4 separate regions of the Rattus norvegicus genome follow, and regions 2, 3 and 4 are each linked to region 1. The links are chromatin contacts, called in public Hi-C maps. All regions are on one chromosome and are shown on one strand. The core of a region is the stretch at or near the end of the contact, and the rest is flanking DNA. Distances in the headings are between cores, read along the strand shown.

The links. Hi-C and Micro-C count contacts between places; a contact is called where the count stands out from the background.
Region 2: a Hi-C map of the A7r5 cell line shows a contact between it and region 1, with 4 times the contacts expected there. The contact joins two enhancer-like sites. A contact is called at or near these places in 3 of 12 Hi-C or Micro-C datasets (the A7r5 cell line, the Rat2 cell line and mammary epithelial cells).
Region 3: a Hi-C map of the A7r5 cell line shows a contact between it and region 1, with 4 times the contacts expected there. The contact joins two enhancer-like sites. A contact is called at or near these places in 4 of 12 Hi-C or Micro-C datasets (the A7r5 cell line, the Rat2 cell line, Schwann cells and 1 more).
Region 4: a Hi-C map of Schwann cells shows a contact between it and region 1, with 4 times the contacts expected there. The contact joins two enhancer-like sites. A contact is called at or near these places in 6 of 12 Hi-C or Micro-C datasets (the Rat2 cell line, Schwann cells, hepatocytes and 3 more).

What each region holds. Positions count from the first base shown.
Region 1 is chr7:49,310,586-49,315,319 of GRCr8, reverse strand. No RefSeq gene overlaps it. Among named protein-coding and RNA genes, the nearest start is that of Krr1, 49 kb to the left of the region's middle. Within about 2 kb of position 2,474, at least 7 of the 93 cell types and tissues checked have an H3K27ac peak or open chromatin away from gene starts, as enhancers often do. A contact at or near this core is called in the A7r5 cell line and Schwann cells, where this site is marked.
Region 2 is chr7:48,979,442-48,984,425 of GRCr8, reverse strand. No RefSeq gene overlaps it. Among named protein-coding and RNA genes, the nearest start is that of Phlda1, 130 kb to the right of the region's middle. Within about 2 kb of position 1,970, at least 10 of the 93 cell types and tissues checked have an H3K27ac peak or open chromatin away from gene starts, as enhancers often do. A contact at or near this core is called in the A7r5 cell line, where this site is marked.
Region 3 is chr7:48,893,608-48,898,766 of GRCr8, reverse strand. No RefSeq gene overlaps it. Among named protein-coding and RNA genes, the nearest start is that of Phlda1, 42 kb to the right of the region's middle. Within about 2 kb of position 1,581, at least 42 of the 93 cell types and tissues checked have an H3K27ac peak or open chromatin away from gene starts, as enhancers often do. A contact at or near this core is called in the A7r5 cell line and Schwann cells, where this site is marked.
Region 4 is chr7:48,964,295-48,969,188 of GRCr8, reverse strand. No RefSeq gene overlaps it. Among named protein-coding and RNA genes, the nearest start is that of Phlda1, 110 kb to the right of the region's middle. Within about 2 kb of position 3,183, at least 25 of the 93 cell types and tissues checked have an H3K27ac peak or open chromatin away from gene starts, as enhancers often do. A contact at or near this core is called in Schwann cells, where this site is marked.

The DNA.
Region 1 (4,734 bases), core at 1,225-3,724:
ACATGTGAGGACAATGAAAAGTATGAGTGATTCACAGATTATCCCCAGATCTTAGCTTCCCGGAAATTGTCTTTTACATGTCCGCGGTTTCTGCTCTTTTGGGCGCAAAGGCCAGCTTACTGTTCTGGGGACTAACAACAGAAGCGTCTAGTCTCACTATGTTCATGCTCTTGAGTGTATTAGAGCAGCCATAAAATTTGGCTTCTTAATATGGACTCATACTTGGTATGAAACTGTCCTCTAAGGAGGAGTGAAACACAAGAGCCCCTCGGAGACCAGTAAGTACGACTGTAGCTGAGCGCGCTGGGGAAACATGGCTTATCTATACACAGCAAAGAAAACTGGTCCAAGTAAATGGAAATTAATTTTGAATACTGTCCTGTATGCTTCATTGAAGGACTCATCCTTTGTGGTTTGGCTAGAAGATGAAGAACCTTCTAAACGTTATGTCAAAATATTACCAAAAAAAAAAAAAAAAGAAAAGAAAAAAAGAAAAAAGAAAAAAAATGTTTAACGGAATACCTGGTATTTGTGAGGAATTGGAAACTGTTGGTATCTTTTCAAGCATCAGCCCATAAGCTTATTACTAATTTATTTCAGGTAGGCGATATTATGGTCCTGTGGTGGTTTGAATAGGAATGGCCCCTATAGACTCTTGTGCTTGAATGCTTAGCCCATAGGGAGTGGCACTATTAGGAGGTGTGGTCTTGTTGCAGTGGGTGTGGCTTTGTTGGAGGAAATGCGTCAGTGAGCTGGTGGGCTCTGAGGTCTCCTGTGCTCAAGCTAAGCCCAGTGCGTCACTCTGGCCTGCATATCAAGACGTAGAACTCTCTGCTTCTCGAGCACTATGTCAGCCTGCACACTGCCATGCTTCTTGCCATGATAATGGAATAAACCTCTGAACCTGTAAGCCAACCCCAATGAAGTGTCTGCCTTTCTAAGACTTGCCTTGGTCATGGTGTCTGTTCACAGCAGTAAAACCCTAACTAAGACAGGTCCATACGTTACAGTAAAGGAAACCTGTTTAGAAAGACCAAATAATGAAAAGGCAACCCAAAACTTCCTGTGTCTCTTAAAAATATACAGTTCTAATTCTAGCTACTCAACACTGAGGCTGGAGAATAATAAGTTGAGGACGTGTCTGGCGACAAAGTGAGTTCAAGACTAGCCTGAGCAATTTAGTGAGACCCCGTCCTAAAATTAAAAAGTAAAAGGGGGCACAAGTGTCCATGAGTATCACCTCAGACAGAGTGGCTGCCCAACATGAGCGATTCACTCAGGTTCAAACAGGCTGTCTGCTCAAAGGCAAAATAACAACAACAACAACAACAACAATAATAATACTGACGATGATGATGATGGTGATGATGATGGCGATGATGATGATGATGATGATGATGAAGACATTATAAAGAGGACACAGCAATTCAAGGCAGTTTCCTTGTTTGCTTCTCATACAGCAAGTCATTTCAGAATAGTTCGTTTGTCCAGATAGCAAAGTGGCCTTTAAAATGCTAATTTTGAAAACTGCAAACAATATGCCCTTCTTTGTTTACATTCCTTCGAATTACTTTTAATTTTAAGGTACTATATTTTTGTTCTTTTGAATATATATCATATATGTATATATCATAATCTTCTCTTCCTGGAGTTTTCCCTGATCCTCAACATCTCACCCACTCATCCAACTTCATGTTCTCTCTCTCTCTCAAAACAGCAACATAACAACAAAAAAAGCAAAAAAACCCCCAAAAAACAGAAAAATAAACCCAAGAAAACTAAACTACAACAAAAAAGCACACACACACAGAGAGAGAGAGAGAGAGAGAGAGAGAGAGAGAGAGAGAGAGAGAGAGAGAGAGAGAGACTGTTTTGTGCTGACTAACTTCTCCTGCCCTGGAGTATGGTTGATATCCTCACTGCTACTCCATTAAAGACAGTAAGTTTGCCTTTCCCATCAGGTATCCATTAGAAATAGCTTCTCGGTTAGCAGTGAGACTTTGTGCCACTTGCCCTTCCCAGTGCTGGGACTTTTGTCTGGTTTGAACCATGGGACGTGTACACAGTGCCACCATTTCTGTGAATTCATATGTGCATTAGGGCTTGCCGTGTCTGGAAGACACTGTTTCCATAGACTCATTCCTTACCTCTGGCTCTTATAATCTTTCCGCCTCATCTGTGGTGTGGATCTTTCTTCCTTGAATATTCTTATCCCTTTGTATTATCTTTTGCTTTAACACGAGCTCCCAGGACTAGTGAGAAGCTACAACCTATTTCTTCTCATCTATTCCGTGCTCAGTGAGACAGCTAGGTAAAAGTCCCCATGGTGTCAGGAATTCTCATTCTAAGAGTTATTTTAATACACAGGATGAAGAGGGTCAGGTTCTTTCCAGAAACAGCACGGAGCAAGGCAGGGGAAGGCTTAATTAACTAAGATGCCAAGTCTAAAACCGTGAAAAATTTTCACCACTAGGGGGCAGTGCTTGAAAGAATAACAGTCTACTCTTGCAGTTAGGCGGGACAGAGAACAATGACCTCCTTGTTATTTCCTACCCCACATACAGAGCACATAAAGATTTTATTTCTTTGGAGAAAAGAGGGACAAAAAGCGTTTGCTCTGACTTGAGGCAGAATTCAACGATGACGCTCTCTTCACTTGCTGAGCTCAGAGCAAGAGATGCCAGTAGCACTTAATTTTCAGAATCACTAAAGCGTCCATGAAAGAAAGTGTGCTTATAAAAATGAAATCTTTCCATAATAAACTCTAAAGGAGAAAGTATTTGTCAAAGTTATGATGGAGGAGCAGGAAAAAAAATGGTTGCTCTGGTCTGAAAATCATTAAAATTTGTTACGATGAATAACTTATTTAATAAATAACCTTTTCCCCCCTTCCTTTGTGCGTGTAACAGTCACACACACTGTATCATACAGAAACAAAGGCAACATCTATGTAATAATATGAAGGAGTTAAATCTTGCTCTTTGAAGAAGGAAAGGACTACTGGATGAGGCGTTGAAGGTGTTTTCGAAAATAGATCGTAAAGACTGTAAGTCCATTGTTTACCTGCTTCAGTCTTCAACAGGAACATCGTTAATTAGAGTCCTAAACTGGAAACATTGTTTCTTTAAACCCTCATTACAACCCACAGTCCAGGGAGCAGGAGGGGTTGGTTGAACACTCCTGCCTTTCAAAGGAAACCAGAGAGGGTAGGGGAGAGAAAGATCCCAGAGTTTTTCCAAGAATGCCAGATTCAAACCTTCTTACTTTTCCTAAAGTCAACCCATGGACTTCAATGATCATCATTGAGGATAGGAAAACATTGGAGAAGCTAGCACAGCATTGGGCGAGGTAGAGTGCTGTAAACATTGATCTTTTGCTCGTCTTAATGATAAGTGAGAATGTCCAACAACACAAATGAAGCGTGAGGAAGTCCAAACGGAGGCAGTCCAAACAGAGGATGCCTTTTCTATCCCCAAGCCAGTCAAACAGGTCCCCTTGCTCTAAGAAAAAAAATGCATGTTAATTGGGAAGAAGATATTCTAGCCCCTGCCTTACCATCAATTCCCCTAGTCAGAGGGTAACGTTACAATGTGAGAGCTGTTGTGGGTCCTATCCACTCACTTCTGCCTTTGACTTGGAAGGACAGAGCAGAAAGTAAGCTTACGGTAAATAGACAGATAGACAGATAGATAGATAAATGTCATATAGATCAAGGTTTGTTTTCCCAGCCCTCCTTAGCTGTGTGACCCTGCGTGGCTCTGCCCAGGACTAACTGTCATGTGGCACACAGTTCTCTTTGCAGAAGGAGGTAACAGATGTGCTCACATCACAGGATCAATGCGCAGGAAATAAGGGCAGAGGCAACTCGGCCGCTCTTCACAGAGCTTCTTCTGTTATGAGTCCATCATGATCTCACAGGCTTCACTGACTTCAAAGGAGGAGGCTGTCACGTGGCATATGTTAAAACTTCACCACAAATACTAGAGATCCCACTATTCATGCTCTAAAGGGTCTTAAACTTTTAAAACTTTCAGGTTTTGTTCTGCTTTAAAAACAAACAAACAAACAAACAAAAACAAAACAAAAAACAAAAACAAAACAAGGACCTTTCCCCCATTTCAATCGCGTACAAGCTACAGTTATAGAATATATGCCTGGATGAGGCCTTAATGATCTTTCTAGAACCCCTCCCACTCTCCTACATCCCCACCCCCACGCCGAGCAGCTCAGAAAACAGCACTCCCCCTATGCCTTGAGAACTACAAACACAAGATTAAGATCAGGCTTAAAGATGAAGTGACTTTTAAGAACCAGTGTGTTATCCGGTGGGAGCGGCGTATTAAAGAATTCTAAACTGTGTAGCTGTTCATAAATATACTCATAAGAAATATTGAAGCTCTAACACCAAAAGTAATAGAACTATGCATACAAATACTATTCATTATGTGAGTCTCTGAGCAACCAGCTTATTTCTACTCTTATCAGCGTCAACGTGGCAATAAAATGTCTCCTTGTCCTTCCAGCTTCCTTATTAGAATGCACTAAATTTGTTTTTCTCATACATGGGGAGATAAGGTTATTAATTACACAAACTGCTTATCAGCAAAATGTAAAATAGCAGGAGAAGCTAAGAAGGAGAACAAACGTTGGGATGGAAGAAATTTAGGTGCAAGAAACCTTAGAGGGTGAATATGGGAGCCATATATATGAGACTTGACTTTTAGAATTAAAACG
Region 2 (4,984 bases), core at 721-3,220, 330 kb after region 1:
CTGGAGCTGACGGAGGGAAACAAGAGGAGCTTTGCGGTTCAGAGCTGTGAGATACTTTACCTAACCATTCCATGGCTGCCTCAGAAAAGCAGGCATACATTTTGGATACAAATCACAAGTGTTCCCTTGATCTGAGCCTTCACAGGAGCTGTGTCACTGGTCACCTGTCCCCCATATATGGGCCTGATGGTCTTCAGCTGACATCAGCTGACTCTCCTTAGTCATTGACATTTTTCTTTACCTAATGTTCACTTTGCTCCCCACCCCCAGATCAAAGCTTTAAGCCACAGAAACGTTTACATTTATACCAGTCTGCTGTTTCCTTGCATCTCATGAGAATCCCATCCCTAAAGAGACTTAAACGGGGTCTACCGTCTTCTTTCAAGCAACAGCCAAGAGTATAATTCCATTAAGTTAGCCCTGAGGAACCAATGAGTTTCTTAGACTTACACCCTTCAGTGCATGTGTTCAGGGACTACTTACAGAAGCATAGAAGACCCCAGATCAGTCAAACTGGAAATCCTTCACCCAGTATAGAAAATGACTTCTCACAGCCACAGAAACAGAGTTCCCACCCCCTTGGTTAATCTTGCCCAGTCTATATAACCTCCAGCTTCCTTGACCCTGAAGTCACATGCAATTAGAGAAAAATTTTTGCAGATGGATTGGAGTAGCAAGTGGAAACGGATAGGATCTCAGGTGGGGGACAGATCCTCCCCACCACCTTCTTCTCTCGAGGAGAATCAACTGTCAGCAGGCTAGCTCCAGATCAGTGGTCTTCAATCTTCCTAATGCTGCGACCCTTTAATTCAGTTCCTTGTGTTGTGGAGATGCCCCCAACGAATAAAGTTAATCGTTTTTACTTCATAACAGTAAGTTTGTGAGTGTTATGAATTGTTCTGTAAACATCTTATATGCTGACTACAAGTGGGTCTCGACCCACGGGTTGAGAACCATTTCTCTAGCTGGTCTTTTTATTGGTCGGCTCAAGTGGTGCAATGAAGATGGCATCTGTCTTGCCTGAAGGACTTTATTCTACAATGCCTTGGTGCTCTGTTCTGCTCCTCTCTGCCCGCTGTCCTTATACACTAAAGCTCTCGAATTAAGCTTGTCAGCCCCAGTATCTCCCCTGAGGTCCACACTGCTCTATCTTTGTCAGCGATGAATGAAAAATGGGGACATGACCGCTCCCACGTGTGGTTGAGGGAGAAGGTTTTATTGTACATATGAGGGAGAGCACAGCCAGAGGCATCTGGAAGGGTCCAGGCTAAACCAGTCCAGCAGAATAAATTGAACCATAAAGAGGGTTTAGGGTAGAGGAAGAGAAGATAGGAGGCAGGTGACAGGCGACAGGTGACAGGTGACAGGAGGAAGCCAAGAGAGGAATCAGGAGCAAAAAAGCTCATATGAAAACCCTGAGGGCAAGAGGGCTCATAACTAAAATGACTGAGGTTATATAGGAAAGAGAAGCTGGGGGAAGTGAATGGAAGGGGGCGGGAGGGGAGTGGAGGGAAGGGGGCAGAGAGAGGTTTAGAGTAGAGGATGACTTTGTAACAGGTACTTGTGAGTAGGCAATGACCAGCATACCAGAGTCTGCTTTGATGCTTTCAACAGACACCTCAGTAGCCATTTGTCTCTGGTCTCCTTGAGATTGAACAATCCCCTCTTAGATTCACCATCATCATGTCAGACTCTGTGTCCTAACATCAACCCAAGTCTGCCCCTCAGAGGGCTTCTTCATCTCAATGAGAGGCTGTCTCATACCTCATCTCTTCCCCATCTCTCTCACACTAGAAACCTTAGTCTGGAAGCAGACTTCCAGATTTCTCACATCCTATCATGACCTCTCTGGTAACCATGACCACCCTGGTGCAAGACCTTGTCACCCCTGACCTTCCTACTGTACTTGATTCCCAAGTAAATACCCTTCTTCCACACATGCATCTCTAAGCTTTTCTCCAACTTAGTCATCAGACTGGTCCTTTCAAAAGCCAGATGATGTCACTCTTCTGATCAAAAGCCACAAATGGTTTGCCTTCTTACTCAGCGCCAAAGTAGAATTTCTTACAAGAATCTACAAGATCCTTCCTGATCCACCCCACAACTTCTTTTCTCTTCTGCACCACCATCCCCACCAGTCATGATGACTCAGTGTAACAAGCTTCCTTCTTATCCCAGACATGGCAAGCACACTCCTGTCCTCACTTACCAGGGTCCTCTGCCAGGTGTCCGTGAAGCACACTCATAGACCTCTTCTAGGACATCTCTTCACAAGAGCTGGCTAAGGGCCCTCTTGCTCTATTTCTATAGAAATCACAGACTAGGGAATGCTTTTTCAGGGTTGGCATTCCTGAATACCAGAAGCTATGGGCTTGACTTTTAAACCCAATGACTAATAGCTCTCAGCCCTGAGAATTGAGACTGGTGGCTACACATTTTAAAAACCAAAGACCTGTAGCTTTCCAGGTGCTGTGTCCAGAACACGCTTTGAGTTTCAAAGGCAGAGTTTTATGATTCTGGGCCCTGAGAACCAGACTTGTTGCCTCACGTTTTAAAACCCAGAGACCTAGCTCCCTCTGTTCAGATGAGAGGCTTATTACAAATAGGACTGTGGGGCTCACAAATTTCAGGTGTTAGAACCTGTTGATGAAAACAACAATATCTCTTATCTTAAAGGGAATGAAATAGTTCATTCTGGAGCCATTTTGTGTGACCATGGGCTAAAAACAAAGATTTAGGTTACCCCAAATTCCATGTTCCATCATGACGTTTTATAGTTTTACAGAAGTCATAAACGGAGGCAAATTTAAAACACATTGGTGGGTACATCAGAGGGAGATACAGCAAGAAGGGCAAAGCTTGCCTATGGGTCCAAGATGCTATCTGAGAACATTCTTAGCTGTTGGGTTGGTGGAAGCTATCAGGTTGCTAAGTTAAGAGATTTCAAAAGGGTTTTATCTATTAGTCACAAGATGTTAGTTCTGACTCGGGGCGTGAGCAAGAAACGGTCATTTAGGAAGCCTGGAACTAGCTCCAAATAAGGTAATTAGCCTCTGGACCTGCAACATTCCAACCCCTCCAAGGTACTGTAGTTCCAGTCAATCAACCAGTCTCTACAGACAGAGCTTCTTTCCAGAAATTCTCATTCGCAGACCCATGGTTCTGAACCCTTAGACGCTCTGTGGCCCTCTTCCAGTGCCCAGAGCCTCAAGTTGCTGCCTCTGGCTGATCTCTGACATTCTTCTGTTGCTTCTGCACTGTTTCCGGATATGTCTGGAGCAGTAAAAGAAAAGACCACTTAAGAGAAGCTTTAACTAGGGTCTAGTGTTGGAGCACAAGGTAGCAGGTACAATACTGGAGAGACACAGTGTGAGTAGATGCCCAAAGAGTGAAAAGCAGCCTGCCAATACAACCAGAAGAGGGGTGTAGCATATATATATGAAGTCTCTCATTCCACCAATCGCCGCCTCGATTTTAACCAATCACAAGTGACACCTATTTGCATATGGACCAATCACATATTGCATTACTCAGGAGGCTCCTCCCCCACTCCTGAATGAGGCTAGCTACTATAGGACAGATAAGATAAGGTCAGCTGGCTTTTATAGAAGCTTCTTTAAGCCAAAGCCGCTTTTCCCAAGGCTGGTTTAAGTTGTCTGTGGCACGTTCTGACTGAAGCAAGGCCTCTTGACACAGAAAACATGGTTTCCTGGTTCTTCCCAAGCCTTCCGGGAAAGACCCTATGTACCATGTGCAAAGCAGCTTCTCAGAAAGCTTCCAGATTAAAGCAGCTGGGTGTGAGTGAAGGGTCTGACAGTTGTCAATCAAAGGGCTTGGCCTGGCATTTAAAAGCTTAGTGTATTTGGAGAAAACCTAAACTCTGAAGGGTTCCTACTCTAAAAACCTTTATGATAGTATTCTTACAGTATTTAACAGTGCTTGCAGTCTAGCCTCATCTCCTAGGGGAGAGTTGGGGCCCTCTGATCCTTCTCTCTCAGAGTCCCATCATACAGGGTATCATTGTCCATCCCTAATAACTTATTAAATTCCCAGCCTCTACTCTACTTGATTTTATCTATAACCTTTCTTACCATGAGGTCTGCTTGTTTTCTACTTCCCTGGCTGGGACGCAGGCTTGGAGAAGGCTGAAATTTCATCCTGCTGCTTTCTTACTTCTCAAACAATGCCTACCGCAGAGCCATGTGAGTCCAGACTATGCACACAAACGGCCACTCCTGAGGCTGGCATAGCTAATTCCTTTCTTATTTATGAATTGGGAATTCTATCGAGGCTTACAACAGCCTGTTTTGCAAAACGAACTGGAGCAGTGACTTCAAAAAAAATCACTGTCAGAGACAAGCCAGGCCCCTGAAGTGCCGGGTGAGTACCTCTAAGCCCATACCCCAGCTTAAATCCCTCACTTTTAAAGGTGCTTCAGGAAGAGCTTGGGAAGATCCTTGCTCTGTCTTAATTCCGTGAGAGTGCCCAAATTCCAGCCGGCATTCTCACTCTGGTCTCTGCCAAGCCAACTGTCAGCTCTTAAAGGAGACAAGGGTACTGATCAACCGGGATCGTCTGCCTTTGGCTTCTCTAGGGAAACTCATTGCACAGACTGAGAAAACAAAATGACAAAAGTTAACTTTGTCGTGTAACCTCATACTTGTCAACAAATTTAAAAAACCCAGCAACCTAGGTTAACTCTAACCTCAGAATTCCAACACTCATCTTCCTCGACAGAGAACACAGTAGCAGATCTGGGGGTGTGGCTCAGTGGATACCATGTTTGCCTAGCATGCACAAGGCTTAGCAATTGCCTAAAACCATAAATGGTGGCACAGGCCTGGTGTCCCTAGTACTCCAGAGCTGGAGGCAGGAAGATCAGAAGTTCAAGCTCATCTTCAGCTACAATGCAAAATCAAGGGTAGCACGAGCTACAGGAGACCCTGTCTCCAAAACCTGATGTGGGGAGGAGGGTGCAAGAGGG
Region 3 (5,159 bases), core at 332-2,831, 420 kb after region 1:
CAGCCCCTGGAAGGTGGATTTTTTTTTTTTTTGGTTCTTTTTTTCGGAGCTGGGGACCGAACCCAGGGCCTTGCGCTTCCTAGGTAAGCGCTCTACCACTGAGCTAAATCCCCAGCCCCTTGGAAGGTGGATTTTTGAGGAGCCATAACTACACTTCTCTGAACAGTCTCGTCTAAATGAGGTTACAGCATATTTTATTTTGTGTGTGAATGTGTATACATATGCATGCACATGCATGTCCACGTCCCTGTGTGCCCATGTGTTCATGTGTCATCCTCACAAGTCATTCCTCAAATGCCTTCACCATGTTGTTGCTGTTTTCCAAGACTCATTTGATTTTTATTTTTTGGTTGTTTAGTTCTGTTTTTGAGACAGGTTACTCTGTATAGTCCTAACTGTCCTAGAACTTGATCTATAGACCATACCATACTGGCCTTGGACTCAGAGATTCCCCCTGCCTCTGCCTCTGTCCCCAACGCCAACTGCTGGGATTAAAAGAATACACCGCCGATGTCCAGTGACTTTTAATTATGCGAGTGTGCATCTCTGTGTGAGTATGTTCATATGTAGGTAGGTACCTAGAGAGCCGTGTCAGAGGATCTCTAGCTGAAGTTACAGCCGACTATGATCCACCCCAAGTCAGTGCTGGGAACTAAACTTACCGCCTCTGCACGAGAAGCGAGAAGCGCTTGCTCAGAACCGCTGAGCTGTCTCTCCAGCCCCACCCTGTTTCATGAGACAACGTTTTCATTGGCCTGTAGCTTACAGATCAGAGTAGGCTGGTTGGTCAGCAGTCCCGGGGATCCCTCTCTCTCTTCTCTATCTCTTGGCACTGAGATTACGAGTGTGAACCAGGCAGCACATCGAGCTTTTTGCTTGTTTGTTTTAGTTTTTTAGAGACAGGGTTTCTCTGTATAGTCCTGGCTGTCCTAGAACTCACATTGAAGACCAGGATAGCCTTGAACTCAGAGATCCACCCGTATCTGCCTCCTGAGAGCTGGGATTACAGGCGTGCACCTCTGCCACCACCCAAACCACGTCTGGCTTTTTCATATGGGTTCTGGGGATTGAACTCGAGTCTTCACGCTTGTGCAATGGGCACTTGGCTCACCGAGCTATTCCTCTGGCCCCTGGAAAATATTTTAATATAAGAGTAAGTTTGAGGTATGTTTTAAGTGTCTGGCGATTCTGGAGTCAAAATTTAGGGAGACCACATTAGATAATAAAAGGTAGCCAAGCAAGCAGGCTGCATTTACAAATCGGGCAGAGAAAGGGGGCACAGATGATCTTTTGAAACCACAAGAGGAAAATACAAAAATTTGAAAGGGGCTCTTAAGAACTCTGTTCTTCTAACGGAGGGCATAGCAGAGCCTTGGGGCTCATGGAAAGGAGCCCCCACCCCACCCCCCTACTTGGCATCCGAGTGACTCATCCAGAAAGCTATCCACTGCGTGCAGCAAAGAGGAAATGAATCATAGAAGTTTCTGACCTTTGCCCTTGTCATTCTTCATGGGGGTGGCAGCTGGGAGGGGGAACCACCCACAGACTGTCTCACGGGGCTGGAGAAGAGGCAGTCAAACAAGGCACACACAGAAACGATGTAAATTCATGGTCTGGAAGAGCTGGAGACTCGGGTCAGGAGAGACCGAGCTCAGGGGTTGCAAATACAAACAGTCATTTTCTGATACAGAAAGCAGAGCTTGTGGGTTGGCAGGGACGGGAGCCAGCAGTGCCCAGTGGTGTCTTGTGCAGTAATGTGAACTTCTCACACTCCTAGCTGGGGTGGGAATGGGGGCAGCCCAGAGGAGAACCGTGACCTTTGAATTCCCATCTTACATCTGGCACTTAGAGAATTTGCTTGGCTTGCTTAGAGGAAATCCACTGCACTCACGCCAGTGTGCAAGTGGGAAGGCCTCTGTGATTCACGGATTCAAAAGATGGAATCCCAGAGCCTTTCCTCTGGAAAGGCAGAGAGCTTCCAGTCACAAGGCAGGAGCATGAATGTTATCTCAAGAGGAATCTAACGAGTGTAGGGGTGATTGAAGTTTGAAATAAAAGCAGAATGAGAACATTCCAGATGTTAAAAGGAAAGCAAAAATACAGTTTTCCCGAAGAACATAGCAGACGGAGCCAAGAGTAAACAGACAGTGAAGACCAGAGGCTGAGCTTTAAATCGACACCTGACGGTGTGCTTCTCACTGCCTGCATTTGAGTCTATTTGAGTTCAGTGTGCGGGGGTGAGAGCGTTCAGCTTCTCTGCTCACACTTCAGCTTAGAGTTTTGTTAACTACATGTCTGAGTTTAAAAGTTCTTCCTCAGGCCAAGGTAGGTTTTTAATGTAACATCCCTCCTCATCTGGGTCTGCAGATGGCAGCTTAGCTCCCTAAACTCCTTATTATAAAAGGAAGACACCATCCTTCAAAGCAGCACGCTTCACAAGGAAAAAAAATACTCCTCATAATTACAGAAGTGGGAGTGGGGGGCATTCATGAACCCCTCAGCTCAGTTCACGGCCTTCTGTGCTTGTAGAGGCACTGGAGAGTGGGTAATGCTCCGGCCGTTTCTCAAAAAGGAAGCCCCGTGCATCCCTTTCTCCGATCTGCACTGAATACATCCACATTTCTTCTTCTCGCTCCCCCAGCAGCTTAAGTGACAAAGACAGAGACAGTTTGTTCCAGTCAGGCAGGCGGCATCAGTTGTTTTTTGTTTTGTTTTGTTTTGTTTTGTTGTTTTGTTTTTTTGCCTTCAGCGTTCATCGCTGGTAATGTAAATTCCTCAGCCACCTGTCACAGGACAGAATTACAGCAACCAGGGGCCACAGGAGGTCCTTCTCAAAGACCTCAACTTGGACAAACCCAAGATCCATGACTTCATGCAGAAAAGAACCCGGCACCAGCTGCTATGAGGCAGGACTGAGGTTTAACAAAGATGACTTAATACAGACATCAAACCTAGGACAAGAGAGGGACATTTTATTTTCTTTCTAATATTCATATATAGGATGTGGGTGGGGTTTGAAGTAGGATCTTTAAAGGGTTGCTAAGAAACCTAAGGGAGGTCACTCACAAGTTCCTGAGGGGCATCTGTCGGGATGACAGTTGATAAGGTAACAGGCTAGATTGTGGGGATGCAAGGAAGCAGGCTCTCTTCACCATAAACAAAGCTAACTGTTTTGTTTGCGATTCCCAGGAAATGTCTAGGGACAGCCATGAGATGAGGGTCTACCCAAGGCCATATACGTTGAAACTTTACATTTTATTTGTTGCCTCCTTATAATAAAATATCTGTATATGGATCAAATATTATTTCTATGTCGACTCGAAAGTGAGGGGCTCCCTTCCCTCACATCAACCTGATAAAGTTACCCAGTCTTTCTGTCTTGCCACAATCCTTAGCTCACAGTTCAGTGATTTTTATACAGTTGGTATTCAGGTAGACCAGTAATCTCCCTCTACCTCCTTATGACTTTCTACCCCATTTCTGTCAGTATTTTCAAATAAGGAAATAGTCGTTTTACGATAATTGCCATTTTTAGAGGCTACAGATTAAAAGTAACTTATTAACCTGATATAATTGTTGTCTCTGAGGCTTACTACCTCTTTCTGCCAACCTAGGCCTAGTTCTAGAAGCTTCTAGCCTCCAAACAATCTAATCTAGGCCTAGAAAGTTTTTAGCCTCTAAGACTTTCTGCTGAATAAGCTCACCCTTTCTAGCTCTTTCTGAACTCTGGCTGGGCACTCAACTCAGCTGTTACGGCTCAAAACTCCTCAAGAAGCTGACTGATTCAAATTGGCTTCTCTTAGCTTCTGACTGAATTGCTCTGCTTGGCCTCATATTGACTTTGGAAATATGTTCTAACCTTCTGGCTTCTCATTCTCTGGCTCATTCTGTCTTCACCTGTGACTAGCTTATTCTCTCTTCAACCTGTTTCTGTAAAACTTTCCAGGTAAAACTGCCTCCTCCCGCTCTCTGTGCTGTTCTCTCTTCAATGGTCTTGTGAGAGTTGGGAGTATTCTATTCCGTCAAATCTTCCTCCGATTCATTACTTTGTCCGCCACTCAATTAGACAGCACTTTCAAACATGGGTGCTTCCTTCTACAAACTAATTTTGCCTTCAATGTTTGGAATTAAAGGCGTATGCTAAGGGCATGTCTTTTTCCAGCCAAAGTAGTCATGTTACTGGGTTAAAAATCCCTCTACACGGGCTGGAGAGATGGCTCAGCGGTTAAGAGCACTGACTGCTCTTCCAGAGGTCCTGAGTTCAATTCCCAGCAACCACATGGTGGCTCACAACCATCTGTAATGGGATCCGATGCCCTCTTCTGGTGTGTCTGAAGACAGCTACAGTGTACTTATATATAATAAATGAATAAATAAATCTTTAAAAAAAAAATCCCTCTACACTGCAGTGCTTCCCTAGTAAGCACAAAGCCCTGGCTCTATCCTCAACAGTGCATACACTGGGCATGGTGGCGCTTACCTGCAGTCCAAATTCTCAGAAGGCAGAGGCAGAAGAATTAGATATTCAAAGTCACCCTCTGCTACATATTGAGTTCAGGACAAACTGAGCGTACACGAGACCCTGGCTCAAAAAAATGTAAGCGGACTGGAGAGATGGCTCAGCGGTTAAGAGCACTGTCTGCTCTTCCAGAGGCCCTGAGTTCAATTCCCAGCAACCACATGGTGGCTCACAACCATCTGTAAGGAGATCTGATGCCCTCTTCTGGTGTGTTTGAAGACAGTGACAGTGTACTCACATATATACAATAAATAAATAAAAATCTTTAAAAAAAATGTAAGCAACTACTATCTATTCAGTACAACCCAGACACCAGGTTCTCTGCTAAGTTTATTATAAGCTTCAGTTCTTCTAGTCTCACAGTCATCATTAGAGAATGATATTTATCCCTCCCGGTAGAGGAGCAATCATGAGTTAGCCTATATAACTTGCCACGAGTCAGGTCACTTAGTGAAGAAACCAGGATGGAAGCCCAGGGCTATCACCTTCAGATCTCAAGCTTTAACGACCCGTCATGGGCCCCAGGGACTGAGAGCAGATGTGGCAGCAATGGGGCTGCATATTTGTTGCCTGGTGAGTTTCTGTCCCCCTTCCTCGGGTCCGAGAACATAAAAAATCATAGTAGAACGCAGATGGGAAA
Region 4 (4,894 bases), core at 1,934-4,433, 350 kb after region 1:
TCCATTTTACAAATGAGGAAACTGACGTCAACCAAGATCAAATAAATCTGAATTCTCAATGCGGTGGTTGCAACAAGAAGCCCAACCACAAAAAGTCAACCCGTAGTCTCACCCTCTCATGCTTTGAACTATGACACTGCAATGCCAATGTCTACATCCGTAGAGGCTGGGGTGAAGGGAGGGGGAAGGAGAGAGATTCATTTCATGGGTTTTGTCACAGAAACTGCATCGAACTGGTGAGGCCACTAGATGTGTTTTTACCATGACACGGAGCACAACTTGTTTGATCTTAACCCTCCCTATCAAAGCAAGGGTAAGTCTATTCTATCCTATTACTATATCGCTCTGACCCCTCAGGAAACCACCAATAGGACAGAGAGGAATCAAATAAACTGATGTTCCCATAGCTAAGCCCACTGCTCAGGACTGCCAGGACAAAGTTACATCAGTGGAGTGGCTTAAACATAGAAACTTCTATCCTACGGTTCTCAGACGGTAAGGTCGCACCAGGCCATAAGTAGTTCCTTCTGAAGGCTGAAAGGGAGAATCTATTGCCTGTCGTCTGGTTTCTGCGGTTTCCTAGCGATCTTTGGTGTTCCCCGGCTTGTGGCTGCACCAGATCTCAGGTTCACACAGCCCTTTGTTTTGCACACTCATCTGTCTCTGTGTCCAGACTTCCCATTTTTCTATAATACAATAATACTGAATTATGGTCTACCCTAATGACCTCATTTTAACTCAATCAGGTCCTTTCTTTCGTTTGTTTGTTTGTTTGTTTGTTTGTTTGTTTTTGAGACGGACCTCTCTATGTAGCCCTAGCCATCCTGGAACTTGCCCTGTAGCCAGGTTGGCCTCAGAGGTCTGCCTGCATCGGTGCTTAGATCAAAGGTGTGCACCCAGCTTAAAAGCCCTTATATTCAAATACAGGTGCTCAAGATGGGGACTTTGAGCTTTTGGGAAGGATCCCAGTTCAAGGTAGCACAGGCCACTTGGTGACTACCACCTCCTGCCCACTCATATTTGAGACCATCTGCTCACAGGGGACCATGACACATTCTTACCGATCCTTACAATATAACCACTCTCTGAGGAAGACTACCAGGCTTGCTACCAGGATCCCAGCTTTGACACTGAGTTTCAGATCAGAAGGGTAGAAAGGAAACCAGAGCCTTATCCAGTGGTCCACGCCTCCCCATCATTTTACAGGGAGAGAGGAGAAGTCACAAAGAGGATACCTACCCAAGGTCTTGTGGTCACTCAGAGGCAAAGCAGGACCAGAAGCCAGGCTGCCCAGGCCTGTTCCTCTCTTCCTTTGTGAAAATCTAACCCCCACATTTGAAATCCTTGTTATGATGATTTGATGCACATTTCAAAATAAGTGGATTATAAAAAAATATTTTTCCCCGGGCTGGGGAAATAGTTCAGCATGTAAAAGCATGTGTCTTCATGTCTAAGGACCTGAGTTCAATCCCTGGGAGCATGTGGTAGAAGGAAAGAACTGACTCCTGAGAGTTTGCCTATGATGTCTGCACATGCACACCTCTCCCACACACCCAAAATTGAAATTCAAAAACATTCTCAGAAATTCATCTGTTTGTTCCAAGCCCCTACTCCATCCTACCCCACCCCCACCCCAACCCCAAAACCACCAAACCAAAACCCTGGGGAAATAAATGGAGACATCTTCTGGCCAAAATGATTCACTGTGTTTCATCATATCTAATAGTCTACTTACTGTAGGAAACATTATTTTGCCCATTAACCACCCCCCCCCAAAAAAATAAAATTGAGACGAAGGGTGCAGCTGAGTGGTTAGAGCTCATTTAACATGCACGGGGTTCTAGGTTGGATCCTTCATCTCCACATTACCAACTGGGCATTTGAGGTCATCTTTAGCTCATCAGTGAGTTTGAAGTCAACCTGAGCCACATGAGATGCTTCCAAGAGAGAGAGAGAATGAGAATGAATAGAAAAACCACAGGCAATTAGAAGGGTGTGGTGTCATACGTATAATCCCAGTACTTAGGAGGCTCAGGCAGGATCCTGAGTTTGAGGCCAACCTTAGCTACATAGCAAAATGTTGTCTAAAAAAAAATGGGGGGGGGGCTATCAATGTGTAATATACATCAATAATTAAAAAAAATGCTTGCCTCTCTAATGCAGAGCTGTGAAACTATGAAAACACAGGCATCGTCAAAGCAGGAAACAATGACCCAACTCTGTTACTGTACCAATTCTCTCATGCCTGCCAGTTGTCTTTCCCAGGCTGACAAAGTGACAGATACAAGAGATTTTAAGACACATGGCTCAGTTAATCTACAGGTTCCCCCTACCCATTAAATGACTTAACGCACCCTCTAGATGTTTCTTCCAAAGAAAGCATATGTTCTGTACCTCCAGGGAGAAGAAATAAGCAGCAGGAGGGGACTTAGGATCAAAGAGATGAGAGTGCAGGAGAGAGGAGTACCTAGAGTCTGCCAAAGCAAACACACAGGCAGGCAGTGGGAGCAGGGCAGGCATTGCCTGCAAAACCCCTCGCAAAGGAGGCTTCGAAGACTTCAGCAATGCGGTCTGAGCTTCCACAGCTGTGAGCTGGGAAGAGCCCCGAGTGAGGGCTGAGAACCTAAGACTTGCTCCTCCAGCCTGGATCCTGGCTGGAGACCAATGCTGCCCCTGGCTGGTATTTACAAAGACCTGGTGCAGGGCCAGCTGGCTACGGGAGGCATGTTTCTGTATCATTCGTCACTCACAAAGTGCTCTGCAGCTGGAAGAGAGGCACAGCGGCCATAGCCAAGGAAGCCCAAGTTTGGCCGCTCTCCTTTTCCCTCTTCTCCCCTTCCTCAAGAGAAAAACCCCAGCAGTGCTTGGAACCTAAGAGAAAGAGAGCTAGGAGAGGTGACTTCCGGCTGTAAGTGTACTCCAGAACAATCCACTCAACACCATTGGCACTTGAGTCCTGGGGACTCAGTGGGTTAAGGACATCGAGCCCATGATGCTAGTTTTTACTGGGATCTATTTCGTTTCTGTGGTTCTTTGGGTCAATTCCCTCCCAGTGGTACGGAAAGGAACTTTCCAGGGAAGTCGCTCTCTCCATCCAGCCCCCTTTTCCCACCTGCTTTCACACCATCTTCCTGCCAGTCCCTCTTAGTCCCTCCAGGGATCAGTCATAGAAATGGTGGCTCAGAGCAACCCAGAAAACAGGGGGAGGAGTCTAAACTTCATCATAACCTTGAAAACTGGGAAGTGTTCACAACAGAAAAAAAAAAAAAAAAGGAAGACAGAGAAGAGGGGCATGACTCTGATTCACAGAAAAAGCAGAATGCCCACGTGTGCTGAATTAGTCAGTGCCACAGGCTAGGGAGGGTAGACAGTGGTGGCCATTCAAGCGGGCAGTGGGAGCCCAGCCACTGACATTTACAACAATGCCCCTTGCAAATCCAGGATCTTACCCCCAGAATTTCATAGATTTATCTTTTGAAAGGCCATTCTTCCAGCAAGCTGGGTCCACGGTTAAACCGAAAGAGAAAATATTTCTATGATTTGGCAAGAGTCACACCCCCACGTAAGCTATTAATGTATTTGGCAGGCAAGAGAGAAAGAGAGAGACCTCCAAAAAGGAAAAAAAGAAAAGAAGAAAAAAGGTCGGTTCTAGGATGATCATCACACACAGAGAGAAAGAAAATATCAAAGACCATTTCCAGAAAGGATTAGAACAAATACTTCTTCTGAAGTCCCGGGTGATCCCTGGAGAGGGGAGGGTGGGAGGGAACCTCACAGTGCAGGTGTGCTGGCCCTGCTCCAGGACTGCAAACACCAGTCCAGACGACAACTGTGGCTTGCCTTTGGATGCATAGATCTTGCCTTTACACTCCCAAGTGGAATTTCACAGAGATGGCTTGAAACCCCACACCCCCATTCCCAAAGTGAGAAAAGCCCTATACCAATCCTCTGTACTTTGTACCTCCAGCTCCTGTGACCAGTAACACAGCACACTGCAAGTCAGGCCCCCTGGAGTACATTGTCCCATTTATCTCCCTCATTGAAATGATGTTAGTGTCCATTTGCCTCAGCTTCCTGAGAATGGAAGCTACCCCTATCTGATTCAGGGTTTGTTTGTTTTGTTTTGTTTTGTTTTTTTGTTTTAACGTTAAAACTTAAAACTGTGCCTCCTCTGAGGCACACCTTGGCCAGCCCATTAGGGGAACAGTTGGAGTAGTTCTTACCCCATGAGAACTCCTTCCTCCATAGTAAGACTTAGAGATTGCCTCTGTATCCATATTGTTTGCCCCTTCTGTAAACTGCTGTCCAAGTTTTAGAGTCTACCAAGGCCCACAGCACAGAATCTAGGTCTTTGTCCATTGCTTCTTAGACCCAGCACAAACATTGCCACATTAGCATCTGAGAGACGCAAACTTGTCTGCTTTCTCCCTTTTGAACTCACTCTTGACTGTTTTAGTGTTTTTTTACCAACCTGATCTGAGCGGTTACACCGATGTAACTCAGATCCACTGGAACTCCTGTCCTGTAGAGATCAGGTCCCACTGTGCAGGTTTGCTGAGCTCAGGAATGGTCCCTGGTGAGGGAACCAGTTCTTTAACTCTTAGTGAGCAGACTCTGGCCTGAGCTCTGGGGATCAAGCATAGACCATTCCGTACCCCGACGACTCATCATCAGCTGTACCGTGTTCTTGCCCTCTCCCAGACCCGGTTCTCCTCACTTGGATCTGACGAGCCCTTTAGTGCAGTTATAATTCGTACCTGCCTTTTCCTTATACTCCTTCGGTGGCCACAAGAAATGACAAGCTCCCTCTCATCCTCCCTAGCCCTCACTTTTCCTGTCAAATCACAGGTTACACAGGGGACCCCCGCAGCACCCTAACCAAGGTCATGCCACT